Linked DNA regions of Anser cygnoides: region 1 is linked to region 2. The links are chromatin contacts, called in public Hi-C maps. All regions are on one chromosome and are shown on one strand. Each heading gives the region's core, a stretch centred on a gene start, on an enhancer-like site or on the middle of the called end of the contact. The rest is flanking DNA. Distances are from core to core; before and after follow the strand shown. Region 1 has its middle 21 kb from the start of EGFL7. Region 2 holds the start of SEC16A (SEC16 homolog A, endoplasmic reticulum export factor).

Region 1 (4,828 bases), core at 2,277-4,776, 90 kb before region 2:
ACGCTGCCTGCGTGCAGCCCCCCAAGCAGACGGATGCCACACAGCAGCTCAGGGAGTCTGCGTCGATAACTTTACTGCCTTGAAAAGCTTAGAGCGAGCTGCCAGCACACACTGCCCGCCGCTGGATGGCACAGGCAGCCCGTGCCCGGTCACAGGGCACCCAGGGAGGGCAGCGAGGTGGTGACACTGCCTGGCTCTGAAGCTGGCTGCGATGTGCAGGAGATGCAGCCACCTCCAGGGGCGACTCTGGCTCCCAGCGCCGATGCCCTCAGGCCGGGAGCATCCCGTGGCTCGCAGACACGTGCCCAGGCTCTCCAGTTGTGGCCTTGGGACGTGCCCCCAGGTGTTGTTTTGATATCAGGAGTAGCACTTCCCTCGCCCTGAAGCTCTCCTGCTCTTTGGCAATGTGGGTCACTGCTCCCCTCGCAGCTGCAGTCCTCTCCGGACGGGCTCTGAAGGCCATCGTAACAAAACCGGCACGCTGGGGCAAGCAGGCTCAGCACACAGGCACAGGAAACAGATGCAAGGGGAGCCCACGGCAGCCTTGTTTTCCTACCAGCACTCCAAAACGTATCAGGACAAACCCAGCAGGACGGCGAAACATCTCCTCAGCCTTCTGGGGGCTTTAAGAAAAGCCAGGCTGTTCTCCTGAAGTTTCCAGCAGGCTGAGCTGGCAGGGGCAGGGCTGGAGGCTCGGGGACAGTGGGCGAGGGGTGCGCGGGGCTCAGGGGCAGCCCTGGCTCTGCAGGGTGAATCTGGCACCGCTTGGCTTTGCCCATCCAAGCCCCACGCTCCTGTCTGTAGGGCACGAAGGAGCTGTTTGAGCTCGGGAGCTGTGGGCTGGAGACCAGGCCTGCCTGCTGGCCTCAGGTCAGGACAGATTTGCTTGCCAGGAGCAGGATGATGCCTGGGTTTTCTGCACAAACTCTACTTCAGGTTCTTCTCACTGCCTCCTCCACGGATGGGACGTTTCCTCTGCCTGCCCAGGGCCAAGGCAGCGCTGCAGCACCCTGTCCTGCCCCGTGATCCCCGTGCATTCTTCCTCCAGCCCCAGCAGAGCCACAAACCTGCCCCGTCCTGCTGGCAGGAGCCACACGTGCCTCCCTGCATCCCAGAGCTTCTGCCTCCAGCACACGGAAAAGAGACGGGATTGCAAAGCAGCTCGTGTGGAAATGACCCTCCAGGTAACTACAGAAGCTGCGGCCTAAAACAGCCGCTGGTGTGAACCTGCACTCTGCACAGTGCTCCAGGAGGGGTCCCCAACGTGCTCTCTAGCAGGACACCATCACGCTGGCGTGCAAGGGGAATCGGAGAAGCTCCAGGCACGTTTCTGGCACGGCTGTTGTGGACCAGAGCTCGGGTTTGGTAGCCACCTGTGTAGGAACATTTCTGATGCTCCTGAAAATCCCAGAGCACCCTCCCCAGGCAGGATGGGGCCCGAGGCAGCACCCGCACGCCAACGGGGAGCTTCTGGTGCTCTGCGGCCATTCGGCTCAGGTGGTGTCAGGGAAGGATGTGTCCCGGGCTGGGGTCGGCAGGGACGGGCTGCCCCGCCGTGCTAGGCTGAGGCACTTCAGGGAGGGATGCTCTCCTTGTTTGCCTTCCTTTGAAGTGAAAACCCTTGAAAGGGGAGGAATGCCGGAGCCTTCTCCGACTGCACTTAATTAATTCAGCTTGTCACATTAACGACATCAAAACAGGGCAACTGCAGCTCAGCCTGGGCCTCATCTCACACCCACGGAGCCAAGAGGGCTCCACAGGGCTTCCCCGGGGCTGGGCTGATCGGCTGCAATGCAGAAACATTGGCAGGGTGCACAGGGCACGAGGCACGAGCTCTGCCTCTGTTAGATATGTCCAGCACCATGCACACCGGGGCCAGACCTTGCTGGTGATGCTGGGAGCCCGCTGGCAGCAGGGAGTACACAAAGATTTCTTCGTTTTCTTTGCTGTCCTGCTTCCTCCAGCCAGGGGTTTTGGTCCCCCCCTTGGTGTTTACGTATCTGTGAATTTGTGCCCTTCCCCAGGTGGCTGTTGGGCAGCAGAGTGTGTCCCCATCACCCCAAGGTGTCGCCGTTGTCTCTCCGCACCCCACAGTAGGCAGCAGACAGGTCGGAGGGGTGGCTCCTGCTGAGGTCCCACATCTGGCTGGCACGGCCACGCTGGCGCCCTGAGCCCCCCAGCCTCTCGTCGCCTTCCTCCCAGCAGCTGACCCCAGCTGATAACCTCGGGAAGCTCCCTCTGCCCCCGAGGAGCTGGGATGGGGAAAGAAGTTGACTTTTAACCCCCTTCTGCGTTTCTTCCCCCTCCTAAACGTGCTGAATTCTCCCCCGCTGCCTGCCCTGTGCACCAAACCCATCCATCTCCTGCTGCTGGAGGGGCCCCTGGAGCTGGAAGCCCCCAGGTCCTCCCACGAGCCCATCTTACGAGGAGGAGAGAGCTTCTCTTACGACCACAACCTTGCCTGCACCCGCAGCCATCAGTTTCCCCAGGTGCTTGTTGCTCCCCAGCCTGCAGCTCGGACCTGCCCTGTGCCTCAGTCGCTCACGGTGCACTTGGCTTTACATCCCCCAGGAGGCCCTTCCATCCCCAGTTTAATTAGGAAGAGAAAGGGTTTTAATTCTGCCCAGGGCTTCTGGAGCAGAGCGGCGTGTCCCTTCTCACCCTGGCCTGTCGTCACAACCATGGGTCCCTGGTGAGGCTCGGTCACTACAGGGGACGTGGGGGCAGAGCGGTGACAAGAGGGTTGCATTCAGCGCTCTCAGTGCTTAAACCACCGACCTCAGCCAAGGCACCGGGACACACAGAACCTGACCCCTTTCCTCCCAGCCTGTCCGAAAGGAGCCATCGAGCAGCCCCGTGCACCCAGCCGGGCCCCCAGAGATAAACACGGGGCTTTGATGTGAAGGGAAAGTGAGCAGTTCCATGCAAGCCCTTATCTGCCTTTTCTTCTGCCCCTGGTGTGAAGGAGTGATGTGGGAGAAGGCGCTCTCCAAAAGCTCCCTGGGCTGTGGGATGAGGGGCAGGGGTCTCAGGACACCCTACGTGGATGCTGCCCGCCTGCCAAACCAGGCCACCACGTCCCCAGGGCCATGCAGGAGGTCGGGCACAACGCGGGGACACACAGGCTGATCAGAGGAGACTCTGAGCGACTCGGTGGGGTGCTGGTCCCCCTGCCTCCTCCTGCCCTCCTCCGGTGGCTGTGGGAGGTTTTCCTTGGATCGTTCTCATCGGCCTAAGGCTGCTTGCTCACCTGGAGTCAGACCTTTAATGAAGCCCCCAGCGTGGCAGGGATAATTATCTTTGTGCTGCAGAAACTGCCCTCGTTACTTGTTATTAACGCTGGCGGGGTGTTCCCAGCCCGAAGAATTACCATAAGTAATCCCAGCCCTGATCCTGCCAGGCACTCGGCGGGAGTTGTGCAAAATGTTATGCTGTGTCTGGGACTAAATATAGACCGTGATGTGATGGGGAGGAGGAACAAGACCAAGAGTTGGGCAGGGGAGAGACACACGTGCAGCTCCCGGGGAGGGGAAGCTGCCTGTACGTGCTGCCTGTGGCTGCCTGCACCCACACGCTCCCAGCACGCTTAGGAAGGAGAAGCACACCCCACCGCGGCTGCTCGTGCACTCGTTAGGGCTGTTTGCATCAAGGATCTCCCTTATGGAAAGCGCCCACCACAGCAAACCTGCAGTTCCTGGGCTGCAAGAGGCAGCAGGAGAGTGCTGGGCTTTCAGACGCTTTTTTTTTGACGTTGTTCTAAGCCTCAGCAACACTTTTGTCCTAATCACATTTCAGGAAAGCTTAGAGGAAACACACAAAGCGAGGAGGAGCAGCATCACCAGGTGACAGAAAGGTGGAGTGGGAGAGCCGCGCTAGTGGGAGCTGCGAGGTTTCAAAGCAGAGGGCTCCTCGGCCTCACAAATAAATCCAACATTTGAAAACGGCTGAAATTGTCTTTGTATGCAGCTCAAATTGAGGCTTTCACATAGCAAGGGGGAGGATGGATGCAATGCAAATGTTGAAATACTTTGCGCCAGGCTTTGCCAACAAAAAGTTTCATTTTGGATCTGCCAAATGTTTTGTCTCATCATTTTCAGATATGAAGCATGCTTTTTGGAAGTGGCAAGTTCTCTGACAAATTGATCCCAGCCTAAAGGGAAAGAAAAAGAAAAAAAAAGAAAAAAAAAGGTTTTAACGGATGTGAAATAACCCCCAATAAATAAGGGAAGGTTTTTAATTTATGTGGAGCGCAGCATTAGCAGAATGAACCTGAGAAGGAAACGTGGCAGAGAAGCTGTCTTTGTGCCTGACCCTGTCTGATTTTGTCTGTGTGGTTTTGGTTCAGCTACAGCGTACAAACACCTTTTTCCCCTCCGTTTCTCCCCGAGCCTTGCATGCAGCTCTGCTGCTGACAGTGGCCCAGGACAGCGGTGCCCAATATAGCTGCAGTCAGGGGTGATTAATTCACTGTGGGCACTGCTGTTGGAGAGCTGTCTGCAAACTCCAGCTCCTGGCCTCGAAGCCCAGCTGAAGCTGAGGTTATTGCTCTTCCAGGCTCTGCCATGTGTTACTGTTTACTCGCTCTGTGTGCCAGCGGAGCCCCCGCATCCACATCCATTATGTTTGCATATAAGCTGCAAATTTGAGTTTAATGTGGCTGGTTGGAGCCCTGGGGGCCTCCTGGCTGCGTTTGAAACAGTCGCTGGGTCTGAAAGGTCTCTAATGCACGAGGCTGTCCAGGAGAGGTCAGGGGTCTGTGTGTGATGGGGGGGAGAAGACCAGTAGGAGCAGAGAAAGGAAAAGGAGAGAAGAAGCGTGGGGATAGTAA
Region 2 (4,821 bases), core at 322-2,821:
GCCTTAATGTGACAATTCTTTACAGTCACATATTTAACAGGAGAACAGAAAAGGTGAGATCCCATCATTAGTATTGAATTGTGTGTGTAAAAAAGGGTTAGATATATAATGTAATTATCTAGCTATAGATACAGGTGTAAGCTGATGATGGTATTTACAGAATACGTATATATTTTAAAAGTCAATCAGGCTAATTAAAATCGTGGTTCCTCAGATGACACCTGTTGGGGAAAATATCAAGGGGACACCAGGGCTTTATCTGCAATTCATGCCTGTGTAGGGAAATTGTATTTGACAAGCTGGTTTATAAGAATGTTCCTACAAAAGAGGGAGATGAAAGGCACTTTAAAAATCACAGCACTGCCTCTGGTTCCCACACCAGCATCAAAGTGCTGCTTCCCCTGCTCGGACTGGGCTTTGAGGATATTACCCTGCTTTAATGATCAAGCGTGCAGAAACAGCTCTTGCACTGATAATGACCCTTGATTAAGATGTTTGTTTAGGTCATTTGGATTTTCCCCTTCAGGGCCTGTTGTTCGGTGTGGAGTGCGACAATATAGGCACAGTGACCACTGCTTGTGTACAAACTCTGCTAAATGAGACCATTCTCACACGTGAACAATGCCACCCCCCCAAAAAAAGCTTTGTGTTCACGTGAAATAGGCCCTCAGAGCAGCACTGGAACACAAAGAAGAGTCGAGTAAAATCTTTAGACTTGCACATAGCTGTTTGATATTATGCTCCCATCTTATCTGAAATAAAAGAACACTGAACGTGCTTTTTTTTTTTGGAGAAGTGCTTTTTAAAGTCTTTTATTTAATGCAGCACAGAGGTGGCTACGTGCAGAAGGGCTGAGCCGTGGCATCTGTGACACCACAGACTTCGGACACTTGTCCGCCCGTCCTCCACGCCCCCACACAATTAACATCCCCCTCCATAATTAAGCACACTTCACAAATTAAGCCCACGTTATCCGTGAGGCCGGGACCTCGAGGAGGTGAAGGACAGAGGAGTTTTCTTGAATTGCCTCTTTCTCCCCCAAAACAGCTTCGGGTGCTTCAGCAGGCCCCAGGCCGGGGGGGCAGCGTGAGGAAACCCTGGGCAGAGAAGGAGCTGTGTGGGGAAGGAGGGAGGGAAGGAGGAGGGCCAGGAGGAAGGGAAAGAGGGAAGCCAGGAGGGAGGGAGGCCAGGAGGAAGGGCCCGACCGCAGCCCTCTGTCCCGCCCTGGCGGCCGCCTTCAGCACCGCAGCCTCCTGAGAGGGATCACAGCGGGGCCCTGCCCACAGGGGCCGGGCTCGGCTCGGGCTTCATGGAGGAGAAGGAGGGGACCTCCGCGGCCGAGGCCGGGCGGAGCGGGGCCCGAGGGCAGCGAGAAACCGCTGTACCGCCCGGCCGCGCTACGAGCCGCCCCAGCCGGGATTCGAACCCGCGAACTCCCGGCCCGCAGCCGCGCTGCGCCTGCGCCGAGCCACAGCGCCGCGGGGCGGAGCCCTCGCGGAGCCGCTTCCGCCCTCATAAACAAGCGCGTGCGCGCGCGCGCGCCGCCCTGCACGGACCGGCGACGTCATCGCGCGTGCGCGGCGCGACACGTCAGCAGCGGCGGCGGCGGCGGAAGCGGGGGCCGGATGTGCCAAGATGGCGGCCGGGGGGGCCGCGGCAGCGCTGAGGGGGGGCGGCGGCGGCGGCGCCCGGCGCTGAGGGGGCTCCGGCGGCGGCTGGCGGCAGGTACCGCGGGGCGGCCGCGGGGGGGGGGGCCGGGGTTGGGGCGTCGGGAATGGGGGGTTCGGGGGGGGAGCTGGGGGGCCGGGAGGGGGGGTCTCTGCCCGCCGGGGTCCTGCTCGAGGCGGTCGTTACCGGGTATTGCTGGGAGCGAGGCGCTTAAAGCCCGTCTCGTCAGGTGGAGGGCGGTTTTTATTTTCCCTACACCCCGATTACGGAGGTCTGCGTGCTCCGGGGGCAGCGGCTGGCGCTGACTCAGGGGCACGGCCCCCGAAACGCTGGGGTTGGAGCGAGGGGCTCGCGGCGGCCGGCGGAGCCTGGGGAAGGTGCTGGCTGCTTTTATTTCTGCCAGCTGCGAGTCGTATTTTTTGTGGCTTTGGCACTGGGAGGGCTCTCCTCCCAGCACAGCGTTCTCACCTGTAGGTCCCGCGTATAAGAAAGCTGGCAGGGAGCGGCGAGCGCTGCTGAAGGCGCAAAATGCCCTCAGCCCCAGGGCCGTCCGCCTGCAGCTCTCTGCAGCGGGAAGATAAAAACAAACGGCCCAAATGCTGATTTTATACGAGCTGCATATCCCAGCTATTCGTGTCTTTGGCACAGCGGTGCTTTGTTCTATATATTCCTTTCTTTTAGTTAGGAATATCTGAGTACATCTGTTGTTTGGTATAGGCATATGCATGCACAATTGTGTGTACGTACATACAGACACGGGTATAAGCACACTTGAGAATTAATATTAGTGCTCTGTAACCTGTTTTGTGGGCATACTTATTGTTGTTTAAGAGTAATTTATTTAGCATGAATACACGGAGATGGTATTAAACAAATTTCCCCCAGTTGTTCCTTTATATAGGTAAGTTCTCACAGGGGAGTTAAAACCCATCATGACCATAGAGCCTGTCAGGTGGGACTTATTGCTGGCCCTGTCTCGAGGGTAGTTCTAGTTGTTTTTCTCCTCTTTGGTAATATTTTCTTGACGTGGTTGGAAGTACCTTCTGCAGTTGTTGTTTCTAGCGACTAATGTTTGGCAGGCTGCTCTGTATTATCCGTTAAACCTTCGGAAAGTTAAGAATTTCCAAAGCAGATAAGGCAGAGAGTTGGATTGTTCTTAGGTTATGTAATTATTACTCATTTACACAAATTAGCGTTTCTGTTAATACTGGGGGCAGGGAGGGTCAGTGTCTAGGAGCTGATACCTCCTGTTTAAACTCCTACCATGGGCACGTTCATTTTATTTGCACTTAATTCTTCAAATTCTGCATGCTTTTACTACTGTGTGGTATCTGTTAATATTAACTTCTGCAAGGAGTCTGGTGCCCTCGTATTGAACCTCTGAAACGTGATGTTAGAGGTCTTGTTGTAGGAATGGCAAGGCAGCGCTTAAGCGTAGGACTTTACGCTGACTCTAATTAGCTGATTACTAGCCCGGGCTATTGCAAGAGTGGGGCCAACATTAGCGCTGTGTGTGTGTACATCTGATGGGACGCTGGAAGCAGTGAAGCCCCCATGAGAAATGTGGAAGTGGGCATTTAAGTTACAAAACAGCTGGCTTCTGCGCTCAACGGCTTCACATAATCTTTCTATTAATAACCGAACCGTTCGGTAAATATTGACCTTTTGTTCAGTGAAGTTAGTGCTTTCCAGGAGGGAGCTGTCTCTGCAGGTGACTTTATTACCATTTTTTTTTTCCTTCCCACTTTTCGATGTGTTGCATAAAAGCACTAGGTTATTTAGAGGGAGGGGAGAGGAGTTTTTGCAGTTAAACTAATACACAGAACATGACAGACAATAAGTTGGGATGTCCAGTACAGTTTTAGAGATGTCCCTGGGGTTTCTTAAGCATGTGGAAACTGAGGGAGGTGACCAGGCAGGGTTTTGTTGGTGTCATCTTGGTTGGCAGTAATCGTGCACAGCTGGAAAAACTTCGCCTTGGTGTCAGTGTAGGAGAAATGATTGCACAGCACCAAAACCCTTCTGTAAGTATTCCTTGAGACGAATTCAACAGGCAGCTGTGGTTTTTAAAAAAAAACGAATACAACTGCAAGTAATGCGTGAAACAAACGAAGCTTTCTGTTCAGTGCTTTTCTGTTGAAATCTGCTTCTGGTCCCATTTCCCATTTTAACAAAAGAAAAGTTTTAACGAGTTTGTGAGGTCTAAGCTTAAGAATTGAGGCAGTCAATCAAGGCTACGAAATGTACGAATATGGAGGAGAAATTGAGAGACGCAGTCCCTGCTGACTGATGTTTCTGGTCCCCTGGAAGAGGGGCCTCGATAACACACCAGACTGCTGGGTTCTCAGTGATGAGCAGAAGAGGTTAAGCTGTATGGATTCTGAAAAAGGCTACACAGATTGTGCTGCGCGTGCTGGCCAGGGTGCTTTGTACAGGAGTTTTTTCTTTGGAAATCTTCACGGAATGCACACAGTTATGCGGCGTTTACTCAATGCGTCTTTTTCTTAAACCCCAAACCAGATTTTTTTTGTTTAAACTTTTCTATAGCGATGAAAATTTTGGCTTGACTAGGAACAAGTGATTTATTACTGTTACTGACAAGATGCTGAATCTTTAAAATAAGAAAATAAAAACAAGACTTGCACAGCTTTTGTCTGTCTTCTGTAAACAGAATTGCATCTGGTATGACAGAACTGGTGGCAGCCTGTATGATACAGACCACGTTCGTTACATACAATTAGAAAAACAAGAGTATCGCATGTTACGAAAGCCTTGCTGAGCTGGACAAGTAGTGAAGAACTCATTTTGTCAGCTGCCCTCCTCCCCAGGTTGGTAAGGGATGGTAAAATTGAAAAATACACGTTCCTAATTACCGAACTTCATGTGCACTGAATTCCTGGCCGGCGTTGTTTGGAGTTCTTGTTGGCAGCGCTGGGATACTTCTGTCCCTGCGCTGTCCACCCGGCAGTGCGGCTTTAACTCTGCGGCACTGTGCCAGAGTCCTGCTAAGGTTAAAGCGAGAGTATCGATTGATTAATAGGTGGGGAGTAGATTGTATTTTATGTTCCTAAATGCTGTTTTACTGCTACGCAGCACTCATCTCAAAGAGAATATTTGGGATGAAAACACAGTTGCCAGTCTCAAAATAAATAA

What was found. A called contact is a pair of places that touch in the nucleus more often than the background predicts.
Region 1: a contact with region 2 is called in a Hi-C map of liver, with 6 times the contacts expected there. The contact joins the enhancer-like site here to the promoter of SEC16A in region 2. A contact is called at or near these places in 3 of 7 Hi-C or Micro-C datasets (granulosa cells and liver).

The regions. Positions count from the first base shown.
Region 1 is chr20:3,376,194-3,381,021 of Taihu_goose_T2T_genome, reverse strand. No RefSeq gene overlaps it. Among named protein-coding and RNA genes, the nearest start is that of EGFL7, 21 kb to the left of the region's middle. Within about 2 kb of position 3,526, at least 1 of the 3 cell types and tissues checked has open chromatin away from gene starts, as enhancers often do.
Region 2 is chr20:3,284,072-3,288,892 of Taihu_goose_T2T_genome, reverse strand. SEC16A (SEC16 homolog A, endoplasmic reticulum export factor) reads left to right here and starts at 1,571. Exons shown (of 34, transcript XM_066980761.1): 1 at 1,571-1,725; 2 at 4,340-4,496.